2 separate regions of the Rattus norvegicus genome follow, and region 1 is linked to region 2. A link is a contact called in public Hi-C data. All regions are on one chromosome and are shown on one strand. Each heading gives the region's core, a stretch centred on a gene start, on an enhancer-like site or on the middle of the called end of the contact. The rest is flanking DNA. Distances are from core to core; before and after follow the strand shown.

The links. A called contact is a pair of places that touch in the nucleus more often than the background predicts.
Region 1: a Hi-C map of Schwann cells shows a contact between it and region 2, with 7 times the contacts expected there. The contact joins the enhancer-like site here to the promoter of Metrnl in region 2. A contact is called at or near these places in 3 of 12 Hi-C or Micro-C datasets (the A7r5 cell line, Schwann cells and mammary epithelial cells).

What each region holds. Positions count from the first base shown.
Region 1 is chr10:107,505,944-107,509,652 of GRCr8, reverse strand. No RefSeq gene overlaps it. Among named protein-coding and RNA genes, the nearest start is that of Metrnl, 46 kb to the right of the region's middle. Within about 2 kb of position 1,907, at least 15 of the 93 cell types and tissues checked have an H3K27ac peak or open chromatin away from gene starts, as enhancers often do. A contact at or near this core is called in the A7r5 cell line and Schwann cells, where this site is marked.
Region 2 is chr10:107,459,912-107,463,501 of GRCr8, reverse strand. It overlaps Metrnl (meteorin-like, glial cell differentiation regulator), which reads right to left and starts at 1,354. Exons shown (of 4, transcript NM_001014104.1): 1 at 989-1,354. The coding sequence starts at 1,158. LOC134480728 (a long non-coding RNA gene) reads left to right here and starts at 1,509. Exons shown (of 2, transcript XR_010055490.1): 1 at 1,509-1,643; 2 at 2,589-3,590.

The sequences.
Region 1 (3,709 bases), core at 658-3,157, 46 kb before region 2:
CAACCTGAAATAGGAAATGGTAATACCTCCAGAAGTTCTTTTAGTGTTCAGGATTGTTTTAGCTATTCTTTCCCAATTTGTACACCCTTGATCTCCTTCTGTTGTATTATTGCTCTAGCTAAGACTTCAAGTATTTACTGAATAGGTATGGAGAGAGTGAATAATTTTGTCTTGTTCCTAATTTTAGTGGAACTGATACCTTATGAGAAAACAGATGACTGGAATGCAATTTGTCCATAGGTGTGTTTGAAAGAGAAAAATGTGAAAGACTTGGCAGCCAGTGGAGATCCTTACTGTGTAGCAGCTGGTCTTCTCCCATGGCAATGCGGTCCTAGGTCTTTTGTGCAGGAATACTCTCACTGCTTAAAAAAGTATCGTCTCTGTCTTTACCACCAGAGTGAGAATGGCCTGTTTCTGTCTTGGGTCTGGGACATTCACAAACAGCACACACTGAATCTGTGTTAGTGGCTTCCATCAGAGTCCGTTGAACAATAAGCAGCAGTTTAAGGGTTCATGTAGTCAATGTGCAGACCAGAAATGAGGAAGGAAACCCAGCCTAGACACACCCTCTCCAGTGACATTTGGGAGCCTGAAGCAGACATCAGGGGTCCTCTTTGATGCTTAATCTTCATTGTGTACATGGCTGGATACAGAGTAAAGATGGAAACACACCTCTGACGGTGTCTTTGAGGATGTTTGGAGGTTTAACTGAGAAGAGAAGACCTATTCTGGGTATTAACTTTGCCATCCCATAAGCTGAGGTTCTGGACTAAATAAAAAAGGAACCATAAAGCTGAGCCCCAGCATTCATGTCTCTGACCTTTCTGGTTGTGGCTGCCACGTAACCAGTTGCCTCATGCTCCTGCCACCGTACTTCCCCCACCATGATGTACTGTACTTTGAAGTCCCTTCCTTGCTTAAGTTGCTTCTGTCCGATATTTTGTCATGAAAATGAGAAAATTACCTCATACACTGCCCAACACACCTGCTGCTCACCCCCTCACCCAGTAGCCCCTATCCGTCATCCCTGTCCATATCCAGAGCGCTGGCACTGTGTTCAAAGTGAAACCACTTTCTCTGGCTCAGCCCCTGGTATGTCCTAAAATCAGGGGACCCCAGGCACCTCCTGTTCTGTTTTGGACTAACCCTACTTGTTGCTTCGATACCCTATAGGAATGCAGGCACCTACGGATGTATGAGACTATCTTCTGCTCGCCGTGAGGTCCTTGCAGCATGAGAAGGGCATCCCTGAGCAATCTCAGAGTGGGACAGAAATAGGGTTTTTTCCCTCTCTGATAGTAAGGACCACTGTAAATATTCTACAAAGTGTATGTGACAGCCAGGAGGAAGACCTGGGTTACATCTCAAGTTCTTCCTTGAAGTTTTATTTCAAGGGCAAGCAGAGCTTATGCCAGTGGCCTCAGCAGGCTCTATATTCTGTCCTCTTATAGATGTTTTCCCTTCCCCTTCTATTTAAAGCTTAGGCCTCTCTCCAATGACAGCCTAGCTGTCCACTCTCAAAAGTATCATTTGTCCTTGGGCTGAAGTGGGAGGAGCAGAGCCCTGAAGCCCCCATCAGCACAGGAGGAGAAAGTGGTTTCAGAATAAACTCCATGTGTGTCTGTAGAGACAAGGCATCCAGGGTCTCCTAATATCCCAGACTAATTTCTTCCATTTGTCTGGATCTGACTCAGGCATTCTTAGGGAATATGTCATCCAACAAAGCGTCATTCACCAGGAAAAGTGCATCCCGTTCGTGTTTAACTGCTTCTACCCTCCGATTCTCCTTTTAATTCGCTGACATTTGAGTCATGCAAATAACAGAAGGAAGTGAGTGAGAGACAATCGCTGCTGACCCCAGGGAGCCAACCCAACATGGCCAGTGCACCCTACCCTGCTCAAAACAGACACCCACCCTGTCTTCATAGCCAATTGTAGCCCATAGATGGAAACTTTCAGGCTCTGAAGGGCCTGTGGTTTTCCCTTTGAAGGAATTTATCATTGATTATTCACACACGTGGTATTTTGAATATGAAGAACACGTAACTCCCTAATGAGATAAAACTGAGCACAAACATGCCGTTTTGTTGAATAGCAGATAACTGCATCGGTCACGTGGCTGCACAGCACTGCTGACCTTCGTGTTCTGTGCATGTTGCAATGTGACAGGCTGTAAAGCAGTTTAAGGACATTGCTGTTTTGATAGGGAAGGAACAGAAGTCCAAGATGGGGAGTTTTCAGACATTAACTTCCATTGATGGGGTATGCAAGGCCTTCTCTGTATATATATCCACACTAGACTTGAAGTGGGACAGCTGTGGCTGCAGATTGGTACCACCGCCCCTGGGTACGTGAATGACCTATGGATATTAAGATTTTACCCATTAACTAAAGCAGAACCCTTTAGGGAGAAATGCCTGTGTTAACACACCTTCAAAGTTCCTTTTTCTTTTTTTAAATTTTCCAGTTATAGCCTTTTGAAGAAAATTGAGCATGCTCAGAGATGTTTCTTTCAACTCTACAACTCCATAATTTGTGTGAAGCGTGCTAAAAAGTGGGTCATCGTTCTTCCTTGAACTATGATCTTAACACAAGCACACACAGGAATGTGCTGACCCTAAAACTATTTCTCTACCTAAATATGTGTGGGCTCCTTGAATAAAACCCCATACTTACTTTGTGTAGGGAACTACAGCTTTGAAAATAATTCCATGCTCTCCCTACCTGTTGCAGACGATCTTTCTCTAGTTTTTCGTGTCTTAGCCATGATTTTTTTTTTAAACTTCACACTCACCAAGATATAAATTTATGGAGCTGAGTTAAACCATGAAGGTGCTGTGTAAACCTTCAGGTTCATTTTCCTTTTTTTTTTATCGGTTATTTTATTTATTTACATTTGAAAGTTATCCCTCCCCCTTCCCAGTTTCCCCTCCACAAGCCCCGTATCCCCTCCTCCCTCCCCCTGCCTCTATGAGAGTGCTCCCCCACCCACTCACCCACTTCTGCCTCACTGGCCTAGCATTTCCCTATCCTGGGTCATCAAGCCTCCACAAGACCAAGGGGCTCCGTTCCCAGTGATGCCAGATAAGGCCATCCTCTGCTACATATGCAGCTGGAGCCATGGGTCCCTTCATGTATACTCTTTGCTTGGTGTTTAGTCTTTGGAAGCATAGGGGGTTAGGGGGGCTGGTTGGTTGATATGTTGTTCTTTCCTATGAGGTTGCAAACCCCTTCAGCTCCTACAGGCCTTGCCCTAACTCCTCCGCTGGGGTCCCTGGAGGACCCAATGTTTGGCTGTGTACATCTGCATCTGTATTGGTCAGGCTCTGGCAGAGCCTCTCATGGGACAGCTATATCAGGCTCCTGTCAGCAAACACTTCTTGGAATCAGCAATAGTGTCTGGGTTTGGTGTCTGCAGATGGGATGTTTCCCTAGGTGGGGCAGTCTCTGGGTGGCCTTTCCTTCAGTCTTTGCTCCACTATTTGTCTCTGCATTTCCTTTGGACAGGAGCAATTCTATATTAATATTTTTGAAATGGGTGAGTGGCCCCATCCCTCAACTAGGGGCCTTGCCTATCCACTGGATATGGTCTCTACAGGTTCTCTCTCCCCTTTGTTGGGTATTTTGGCTAAAGTCCTCCCTCTTGGGTCCTGGGAGCCTCCTGGGTCCCTGGCATCTGGGACTTTCTAGTGGTTACCCTCAGTTCTCT
Region 2 (3,590 bases), core at 105-2,604:
GGTTTCCTCAGAAAGTCAGGCACTGTAAGTGTACAAGATAACCATTGATGCCCTGCTTACGCAGATCCGGGGCACTGCTCAACATCCACCTTTCTCAGAAAACCCTCTTGACCAAAATCACCCATCACACGCATTGCCCCATGAGCCCTCTCTACACTGGAGTCTGTGCTTCAAACCAGATCGTGTACCTTCCCCAGCCTGCGCAAGCGCCCTTCTCGTGGGATGAGCTACACTAGACCCCCATCGCCGTCCCAGCCCACGTTTTCAGCGGAGACCCGCATCAGCGCAGCGCGCTATGCAAACCGCTGAATTGGCAACTTGCAGCGAATCAAACTGGCTCTGAAAAGAGAGGGGGCCGGCCGCTGTGCCTGGCGCGTTTTCAGTGTCCAAAGTAGCTACTATTCCTCAGGCACCCCGCCCGCGCACGCTTGTGACTTGTGCTTCTTTCCATACGTCACACTTCAGTTAAAACAACAGCGAAAAGTCCTCCGCTGTCACCGCTGATGGGGGACGAGAGGTGTCACAGGAACCCTGCGCCCTGCTGTCAAGGGCGGCTTGACCTTCACCGAGGAGGCGCAGGGCTCTACCCTACTGCATTTGGCCGGGGACAGGTGTCGACCCCGTCTTGTTGCCCCGAAGACAAGGCTGGTGCTGCAGCCGATACGTGTCTATCCCTCTAGATGAGCACAATCCCAACCCTTCCTCAAGGAACAGAAATCCCAATCGTTGGGAGGACTGAACCTGCAGCCCCTGGAGCCCAGGAAACCCACTAGGGCAGTGATTCGCGCGCGGAGAGTGGGCGTCCTCCGAGCTGGGACCCAGATGCCACCAACTCTTTTGTTCTGAAACCAGAGCTGGGACGGGGGTCACAGGACTTGGCCAACATAGCTGTCCCTACCCTGCAGGCACCACCAGCTCTGCCACCCGCTGCCGAGCGCTCCGGTCCAGGTCCAGGCGGTCCACGCTGGAATCGTCCCCCAAGACTCACCTCCCCTTCCAGCTGCACAGGTCGCTGGAGTACTGCGCGCTCGCGCCGCCCAGCAGCAGCAGTAGCAGCAACAGCAGCGGTGGCGGCGGGGGCGGACCCGGCCCAGGGCCCGGGGACCGAGGCCACTGCTGCCCCGCGCGCCTCCGGGCCGCCCACACCACACCCCGCATGCTCCGGCAGGGTCTGAGACCGGTGCGTGCCTGCACCCACAGAATAGACTGTTGAGGCAGTGCTGCGGGAGGCGTGGGTCCGCGTGCGAGCTGATCACGTCGCGCGTCTACAGGCCATCCCGTCTAGCCCCTGGCCGCCCACCATAGGAGCCGCCCCAGCCGCCCAAGCTGCAACCAGAGAAGCGCGCCGGCTGCCCCTAGAACCTCTGAGCTGGCAAGTTCCCGACCGTGGTCTGGCTCAGCTGGGGGGCGGAACCGTGAAGCCACCCCGCCCTCGTCCGAGCTCCGCCCCCGCCTGGCCTACGGCCCGGGCCAGCAGTTCCGCCCCGCGCGTCAGCTCACAGATCTGCGTCCTGCCAGCTCTGGCCTGGAACGCCCTGGTGTCACGCCGCTGCATATACTCAGTGGGCAGCATCTCGCAGCACAGGACGAGGGAAAGTGCAACTTGGAGTGGGACAAACGACTTTGCAAAGGACGGGAACAAGGTCAGGGAGGAGGGCTGGGGCGGGGCCACAGAAGCTGTGGGATGGTGATGGGAGAGTTTGGGCCTGGGGGAACTGCACCATCATGCATGAAGTGAAGAAATCTGAGCTCCTTCCAGCAGCTAGACTCCATCTTTCAGACAGCCTGAGTGGCCTCGAGTTTACAGGGTCTTATTGTGACGCTCACAGCTCAAGAGCGAGCGGTGGCTTCTTGGAGTTCCTGGCACCCTCCCTTTCCCTTCCCTGTATGCAAAATTTGCCTTGGTAGAGAAACACTCTGCTATTAGTAAGAGTAGGCAGCTTCCGCGAGGTTTTGCGAGTCTCTGGAGCACCCATCCCATAGAAAGGCCTTAAAGTGTGCAGTCAATCCCCAGGCCACACTTCCAAGGCTCCTGCTGTCTCTGTGTCTAATACGCACTGTATCATCTTGAAGCTGAGGTCATAAGCTGGATGCTTCTTTACAGCGGAACCTATCTTGGGCAGTGTGGGGCTTTAGTATCATTTCATCTTGGGACCCATCATTCTATACTTCAATAGGATCGCCCCTTCCAGGTTTGACAACTGGAATTGTCTCCAAACATCAACAGGAGTATAAAATAACCATCCGAGAGCCCAGTCTGGCAATGAAGGAGGGTTGTACTTCCTTCTATGGATGTTCATATGGAGGTCATGGAGATCCTAACATTTAGTGGGGGAGTTACACAGGAGCAGGACAGAAATAGGTAGGTGGAGGGACACTTTCTCTGGCCTGTAGCTTGATTTAAAAAAGAAAAGAAAAAGAAAAAAAGAAAAAACGCAGGGAGAAGGTGATGAGGCAGTCTTTCTTCACTCCAAAGCCCCAAACAGTTACAAACAAAACTGACCTGGATACATTTCAGGAGGCAACAAGGGATTGCAGGGTACCCTCTGTCCATGAGGAGAGGCCTAGAAATCCAGTTTATTTTTCAGTTGGTGACCATACTGAGAGCAGGAGAGTGACAACGTCTTCAACACAAAGAAAGAACCAGCACCACCTGTGGATTCAAGGCCACTGAACAGCTGAGGAGAAGCGAAGAGCTTGAGGAACTGGAAAAGACACCTGCATTTTTAAGAATCGGTGCGAAACAGTCTTACAACTGAGCAGGCCTTTGTACTCAACTAAAACCCAAAACTGGAACCCTGCCTCGCATATAAAGTGATGTCACCCTGAAATTCAAGGCCCTGTTGGATGCTCAAGGGACACACCTGTGCATTCAGAGCTTGAAGGTCTGCTCCACCAACTTCAAGGCCCTTACAGCATAGGCCTGGCGCCTTTCACTGCAAGGTTCCAGTGCACAGAAATTATATGAGCCAGGTGATAACCCCAAGCAGGTGAGCATAGGAACCTGCAGATTGCACACTGTACACTCCGGCTACTTTCTAGATAGTAATCCCTTTTACTAGGGGCTCTGTGGAGATGGAGACACAGTTTGCATGTAGCCAATCAGGTCTCATCCATCTCGGAAGGACTACAATAGCTCATCACAGTGCAGACCACAGCATGAAAGCCAGCAGTGATGGTAAGCAGTTCAGCCATGAAGAGCTAACGGCCTGCAGTCACTAACCAGTCTCAGGTTGACTAAAGCTGATTCTGTCCCAGGGAATGGTACAGCTCATGTGCATTTGTCCAAAAACAAGCAAACAAACAAAAACAAAACAAAACAAAACCCAACCAAAACCAAAAAACAAAACAGTGGAACGCAAGATTGAACTGGAATCTATTCTTTGCCCTTTAGTTTATGACATACAAATACTAGCTCATTATTACTGCACATCTATTAAGACGAGATGCTAATGACTGGGAGGAAGGAGTAGACACTGGAGATGTCTCTATTTTCTGCTCATTTTTGGTAAACCTTTTAAAACCCAAGAAAAATTAAGAACAAGGTAAGGATGACTATTTGTCTATCAGGGTTCTTGCAAGAATCCCGT